Linked DNA regions of Mus musculus: region 2 is linked to region 1. A link is a contact called in public Hi-C data. All regions are on one chromosome and are shown on one strand. The core of a region is the stretch at or near the end of the contact, and the rest is flanking DNA. Distances in the headings are between cores, read along the strand shown.

Region 1 (3,545 bases), core at 514-3,013:
TATTCTCTTGTGTGTACGTGTGTATGTAAGTGGGGTTGCACATGTGTTACAGCATGCATGCGCATGTCAGGGGACAACATTTGGTAGTCTGTTCTCTCCTTCCATCATGGGCTTAAGTGTGGAACTCAGAAAACAACACCTTTACCCTTTAGGCCACATTACCTACCCTCCGATGGAACTTTCATTTGAGAAGTAGATGTGTTTTCTCTGTGGTAGTGAGAGATTGACAGCATTGGCTCTGTTCCATTGTCAGTGTGATGTTAGGGAGCATGCTCTTTAAGAGATTACAGGCAGGGGGTCGGTATGGGGGACTTTTGGGATAGCATTGGAAATGTAAATGAGGAATATACCTAATTTAAAAAAAAAAAAAAAAAAAAGAAGAAAGAAATAGAGCAACAACCCCCCCTCCAAAAAAAAAGAGATCACAGGCCATTTTATCCTTTTAGCTTCAAGTCTAGTATTAAGAGTAAATGCCTCTTTAATATTACACAGTTTGAGTAAATTTAAATTGCAGTGTTATAAGTTTCCCCTTTTTTTTAAAGATTTATTTATTATTGCATCTAAGTACACTGTCACTGTCTTCAGACACACTAGGAGAGGGCATCAGATCTCATTACAGATGGTTGTGAGCCACCATGTGGTTGCTGGGATTTGAACTCAGGACCTTTGGAAGAGCAGTCAGTGTTCTTATCCGTTGATCCATCTTTCCAGCCCACTAAGTTTCCCTTTTATTTTAAGAGGACAGAGGGCTGGATTGCAGCTCAGTGATAGCAGGTACCAGGCCTTGGGTTCCATTGCTAGTATCCCTCCTGCCTCCCTATCCCTAAAAAGAATAAAGCAATGTAGAGACTGGGGTGTAGGGAGGAGCTAATATAGTGCTCATAAATGGATTAGTTACAGAAAAGTCATTTGTTAGGATGCAGCGCTACACAGGTCTGACACAGGGGGATGCTGTTTATTCTGATGTAGAGAGACCATTCCACTCTTGCATCACGCATGCTGTCATTGCTCCTTAACAGCCTAAGACTCAGAGGAAAGAAAATAGATAAAAGGAAACATGCAAGCTCGATGTAGCCTGTAACCCAGTGTGAGGAATGGGAAGTGATAGGATTTCACGTTAGAGGCCAGTTTGGCCGTCATAGTAGATAGACCTGGTCTCAAAATAAAATAAAATAATTGAGCAACATAATTTATTAAGTGTTTGGGAAAGGCTGACCACTGCTGCTCTTTCAGAAGTCCAGGTTCTGCTTTTTAGTACCCACATGGCACCTGAGTGTTTTAATCTTAGTTTAAGACTAACTTTAAATTTACTATTCTCTTGTGTGTGCAGTGTGTGTGTGTAAGTGGGGTTGGGGTTGCACATGCACCTACATGCCAGAGAACCCACTCTTAGGGAATCGGATGTCTTTTTCTGGTCTGCTCAAGCAGCAGGCCCACGTGGTACACGAACACAGTCAAGCAGAGCACCATGCACACAGGATAATTGAAAAGAATGCTTTGGGGAGAAGCACAGGTTGGGTTGGGGGGAGCATTTCTGTTATCAGAGGGGCAGTGTAGTGACAGGTACTGAGCAGGCCCATCTGTAGGTAAGCTGGCGTGTTAGTAATGGCTGTTAGACCACAGGTCCGTCTGCTGTCTCCCGGAACACCAGACCATGTCTCCCTGTAAAGGCTCTCAGGAGGGAGCGAGCTGACCTTGCAGTTTCCTTTTCGCTTTGCAGTTGCAGGGGAGGCCTGCTCTGCTTACTGCGCAGACTCCGGGTGGCTTTGAGTTACAGCTAGGCTCTTACCAGTTCCTTCCTGTCACAGGGCTCAGAGCAGAGGTCATATGTTCTACTCCCCTACTTTTGTTTCTTTGATCTAAAGAGAGCTGACAGAACTACAGGGTCTGTCTCTTCCTCAGGATCCCCTCACACTGTTTGTGATGGGTGTCCCTCCCAATGAAGGATGCTTGGTAATGAAAGGCTTATTTCCCACTTCAGATGGTGATGCTGCCTGCAGCTCTCCTTGGAGAGCTGGTGTGGAGGCTTAATTTCACCTCAGCTTCCTCTCTACGTTAAACCCATCTTGTTTTCATCCCGTCATGAATGGGCACCGACTTCCAGCAGGACCTGAGTTGTTCTTGCTGGGGACGATTCTTGAGCGTGAAGCCGCGCTTTGCTCTTCACTTAGGTTCGTTTGCTCTGTGTCTCTGCCCACAGGTTAGGCACCTGTCCAATAGCAGTCTGTGCTTGTGGTCTCTGTGCACTATGTGGTTCCTAGGACTGACTCTCTTGTTGGATATTTGATTTCAGGCATAACTGTTGTCTTTACTGACTCTGTAAGTGACACTATCTGTTTTTGAGATTTAAAAAAGAGTCAGAATGCTGGTGATGGTCAAACTGAAGGAAAAGTTTTGTCTAAACACGTTGAGTTGGAGTGGCTGTTGAATTATATGGCGTTGAGCTGTGCAGTTAAATACTCCAAAGCAATTAACAGAAATGGTTGAAGAAATCTCAAGTGTAAATGTGGTGTGGAAAGAATAATTGCCACCAGGTTAAAAAGAAGTACCCTCAGAAAAAACATGTCTAACCCTGGAAGCTGTGTCCAATAAAAAAAGGGGCAGAACAAAGCAAGCAAAAGTCAATTTAAATTGTCTCTCGTGGGTGACTGAGGTTTCATGCAGCCCAGGCTAGCCTTAAACATTCTGTGTAGCTAAGGAGACCTTCAGCTTCTGACCGTCACTGAGGTTATCACTCAATTCATGCTATGACAGGGACTGAACCTGGGGAATCCATGCTACCAACTCAGCTCTACCTCCCTAACGTTACCCCCTTTTCCTTAAGGATAAAGGCTCACTGTAACCTTACTGGCTTTGGACTTAGAATTCCCTGCCATAGCCGCCTGAGAGCTACTCTGATGACAGATCTGAGCTCCCACACTGAACTAACTAGACTCACTCCCTCCTTCCCTCCCTCCCTCCTTCCTTCCTCCCTCCCTCCCTCCCTCCTTCCCTCCCTCCTTCCCTCTCTCCCTCCTTCCCTCCCTCCCTCCTTCCCTCTCTCCCTCCTTCCCTCCCTCCCTCCTTCCTTCCTCCCTCCCTCCCTCCCTCCTTCCCTCCCTCCTTCCCTCTCTCCCTCCTTCCCTCTCTCCCTCCTTCCCTCCCTCCTTCCTTCCTTCCTCCCTCCCTCCCTCCTTCCTTCCTTCCTTCCTTCCTTCCTTCCTTCCTCCCTCCTTCCCTCTCTCCCTCCTTCCCTCCCTCCCTCCTTCCCTCTCTCCCTCCTTCCCTCCCTCCCTCCCTCCTTCCTTCCTTCCTTCCTTCCTTCCTTCCTCCCTCCCTCCCTCCTTCCTCCCTCCTTCCCTCTCTCCCTCCTTCCCTCCCTCCCTCCCTCCTTCCCTCCCTCCCTCCCTCCTACCTTTCTGACTAACTGTGGCTTTATTTCTTTGTTTTCTGTTTTAATCCCCCCTCCCCACAACTTTCCTTGCCTTTTGTTTTCCTTGGTTTATATATTAAGATGATTATAGTTAGAAAAGCCTTGAGTATGTTGGTCCAGTTTCTAGTGTGGG
Region 2 (3,973 bases), core at 1,344-3,843, 240 kb after region 1:
TCACAGGGGTGCACACTTTTAATTTACAAGCAATGTTAACAGCAAAATCTTGGAAAGACCCACTCACTGTCTTCTGCCAGGACAGTAAACTTAGAATGTAACAGACAGGGGAATAAGCTCGAGGCCAGCTGGGAACACAAGGTCAGGCCGTGACAGCTGCCTGGCAAGCCACAGGGAGTGACAGAGATGACGGAGGAAGCCACGGACACTGGCAAGACCGAAGGGGGAGTGGTCAGCACAACTCCAGGAGCAACCAGAGGTACCAGAGAGGAGGCTTGGCTTGGCATCACCCAGGCACACAGCACAGCTACGTTTCTGTCTCTGGGTATCAAAAGCTCGCTAACTACACAGCCCCTCGGCTTGGTCCTGAACTCTACGGGAGTCTAAGTCCCGAGGCCAATTACTCTCAGGTGGACAGGGGAAAACATCAACAGACACAGGTCTATGCCAGGCATACAAAATGTGGCCAGGCTACAACCTCAGGGCCCGCATAGCTGGGAAACTGACAATGTACAATGCTGTTTACACAAAGAGGAAGGAGACCCGGTTGGGCTTTAAGGCTTAGTAAGAAAACAAGGGCACTGAGGTTCAAACTGTACACTGGGGACAGATCCATCTCTGCCGGGGAACATTCTCCTACAAACCCTATGGTGCTCAATGACAGCAGACATAATCAACACAGGGAAGTGACTGGATGTGCGATGCCCCCACCAGGCCTGGGACTAACAAGGAGACAGAGGGAGACCCCCCAGAACTTCTCTAGCCGAAACCCCACTCAGTACTTAGGTGTGAAGACGCCAACGCAGAGCCTGGCTTACTGTGTGTGTATTTAAGACCAGCACAGATATTTTATACAGCGTTTATCTTCTAACCCGAGAAGGTATAGAGCAACGTGCAAGGGCCTACCTTCGGTCCAGCCATGGCGAGGGCCTGCGTGCTGGGCAGTGGCACAGGAGACGGCCTCTGCTGTGGCCGAGCCATATCCTAGGATAAAGTGTGCACAGGTGAGCTTCAGCTGAGACACCAGCTCCTACCCGGGGTTCCTCTCTATAATTTATAAATTATTAACATTCTGAATTTTTAATTTACTACATTGTTGAGACACCTGTTAAGGTCTCCTTCACTCATTCAGCTGATAGTCTGACGGAGTTCTGAAGGGGAGAGACGGGTCCTAGCTACAAGCTGCACAGCGGACCCCAGGGCCCACAGAGCACCCACAGGGCTTGCAGTCTTACCTCCTGCTGCTCTGTGCTCGTGGCTACAGACACTGATGGGGACAAGTCCATCTTTGAAGCCTGTGTTTCCTGGTCACTAGCTGAGCTGGTCTGTAAAAAGAAAAGGTGTCATTTTTCCTGGACAATAGTATATTGTCAGGGCCTGGGGTCCCCTGTACCCTGCCCCCAGGTCTCACCACGAACTGTTTCCTCACAAGTATTCCGTCATTTACAGGGACTGGCAAGTCACTATTATTGTCAATAGGAAGATGGTGCCTGGCCACCCTGTAACATAGGCTGTCTCGCCTCCAGCCATTATAAACTAGGAACCAGGGCCTAGGCGTAGTGCGCGCCTCTAATCAGCACTGAGTCTGAGGCCAACCTGCACTAAAGAATGAGCTCTAAAGGCCAGCAAAGGCCACACAGTAAAAACCTATCTCTTAAAAATAAAGCAACTAGGGCTGGTGAGATGGCTCAGTGGGTAAGAGCACCCGACTGCTCTTCCAAAGGTCCAGAGTTCAAATCCCAGCAACCACATGGTGGCTCATAACCATCCGTAACGAGATCTGATGCCCTCTTCTGGTATATCTGAAGACAGCTACAGTGTACTTACATATAATAATAAATAAATCTTTAAAAAAAATATATATATATATAAAAAAAAATAAAGCAACTAGGAAAATCACCCTCAGGCGGTCCTCAGACGGCCCAGACGCTTAACCTCCCTCCCTCCTTCCAGAAATCACGTGAATCTACCGCTCCCTCAGGGCCCTGACAGCTAGAGCTGGCACTTCAGCGAACACAGGGTCTTCCTCTAACAATCCCTGCACTCACAGGCACCTCACGATTGGCTCTCTGGAGTGAACCTCTCTGCGGGTGTAGCCCTCATACAACATTGCGTGGGTGCAGTGTTTGGCTACTCCCAGTGCACAAAAGTACTCGGAAATGTGCAGAAGCGCCTACAAGTCTACAGCTGAACTGTGTCCTGCTTTTGATCCAAAAGCACCGTGCACACCTTCCGACAGCTGCGGATCAGACCCTGAGGAGGACTCCACATTCTGAGGGGAGGAGAGACTAGGGGTCACACACAGCACAGGTACAACTGCATTCTGCAGTGGTGGAGTTGGTAAAGGACCTCTGTGGACAGGGACATTAATTAGGTAGTGAGCAGAGCTAGTAGTTATGAGTACCACCCACAAGGCAAGTTAAACAGGTCAGCGATCCAGCTGGTAAGTGAAGAGCAAGCCAATGGAGTCAGTTTTAGCGGCATGAAAGCCGTTTCCTTAGTTGTTAATCAAAGGACGCAGACTCAGAAGTCAGGGCACGCGGGGCACTGTCTCCGAGCAGCCCGCGGAAGGGGAACTGCAGTCACTTACGTCCTCCCACAAGGCTAGCAGAGAAGATGCAGATGAGGAAGAGAGCGAGTCCTTGGTGTAACAGACAGGAGGAACACAAATGATCATTTCCCACCCAGTAAACCCTGGCAAGAAAGTCCAATGAGGCTCCATGGAGACCCGGCTCTAGCATTCAGCAGCATGTTTAATCTGGCAGGGGAAAGAGCTCCCAGGAGAGCTCGGACCCCAATGCAGCTGAGGGTGCTCTCTCCTAGGAAACACATCCACACTCAGGTGAACAGTGTTGAACAGGGTCTAGACATGGGCAACATGCTGGACAGCGAACGAGGCGTGCTGCTCCGCCTCCATGTCTAACTCGTCCATGCTGTGACAGTCACCCAGCTCTTCCATTTACCCCCTGATAAGGTTTGTCCAAGGTGAGAAATTACTTTTATAATGGATCTGCTTAAGAACTGAGGACTTGCTGGGCGTGGTGGTCACACTTTTAACCCCAGCAGAGGCACGTGGATCCCTGAGTTTGAGGCCAGTCTGGTCTACAGAGTGAGTTCCAGGACAGCCAGGGCTACACAGAGAACCGCTGTGGAGTCAAGTCAAACAGCTGAGTGACTTGAACGCCCCCCTGGTGCCCTGGAAGTGTTACAACATCCCCACGTGGTCACCCGTGACTACTACCTACAAACGGGTTGGGGGTGGGGGCGCCACGCCCTTGCCACTTCAACCCAGCGATGCATTTGCAAAGTGAACTCTGAAGAGAAAAGAATTTGTCTCCTGTTCAGACAATGCCAACACTGCCTCCTACCTCGCACACACCACGCATACACCACACACACACCACGCGCACACCACGCACAGGGAACATGATGTAAACCCAGAGTGTGGGCATTCCCCTTGTCCTAAGTGGGACAGACAGGCCATTTAGATGGCGCCTGATGATTAAATGCCACCAGTGGCCTCCGGTACATCGTGAACAGGGAGAGCAGTTGTCCAGGACACAGGCAGGTCTACTCTGAGCCGAAACTCACTGCTGGTACAGCCTTAGGATGGCACTGAAGTTCACGGAGAAGAACCTGAGTGCCAGGGGGGAGTGAGGGTGAGGTGTCCTGGGTCGCTGCTGTCTGTAAACCACTATCAGCTAAGAAGCTGTCAGCGAGGGAGTCAAGCAGAGAAAAAGCAAGTGTGCAAGCGGAGCACACACCAGGTGAGGGCGTGCACGCTCAGTATGTGCACGCTCAGTATGCCCCACTCTGACTGGGCTGGTGGGTCAACACCACCATCAGGTGCTTTAGCAGAAGCTCCGCTAACGCCATGCGCGCGCACACTCACTCATTCTTCCAGCTCCCGTCCCCTTCAGTCCTGGGGATCAAGCCTGAGCGAGGCATGTGCCCTGTCACTAAGCCGTAGTCC

Evidence for each region. Hi-C and Micro-C count contacts between places; a contact is called where the count stands out from the background.
Region 2: a Hi-C map of bone marrow-derived macrophages shows a contact between it and region 1, with 22 read pairs. The contact joins two enhancer-like sites. A contact is called at or near these places in 3 of 484 Hi-C or Micro-C datasets (bone marrow-derived macrophages, embryonic stem cells and nephron progenitors) and 4 of 9 other capture datasets (adipose tissue, embryonic stem cells, liver and 1 more).

What each region holds. Positions count from the first base shown.
Region 1 is chr12:111,070,213-111,073,757 of GRCm38.p6, forward strand. All of the region lies in intron 2 of Rcor1 (REST corepressor 1), which reads left to right. It also overlaps the pseudogene Gm46379. Among named protein-coding and RNA genes, the nearest start is that of Rcor1, 33 kb to the left of the region's middle. Within about 2 kb of position 1,764, at least 146 of the 459 cell types and tissues checked have an H3K27ac peak or open chromatin away from gene starts, as enhancers often do. A contact at or near this core is called in bone marrow-derived macrophages, where this site is marked.
Region 2 is chr12:111,306,873-111,310,845 of GRCm38.p6, forward strand. Cdc42bpb (CDC42 binding protein kinase beta) reads right to left here. Exons shown (of 37, transcript NM_183016.2): 22 at 1,236-1,325; 23 at 907-984. Among named protein-coding and RNA genes, the nearest start is that of A230087F16Rik, 24 kb to the left of the region's middle. Within about 2 kb of position 2,594, at least 10 of the 459 cell types and tissues checked have an H3K27ac peak or open chromatin away from gene starts, as enhancers often do. A contact at or near this core is called in bone marrow-derived macrophages, where this site is marked.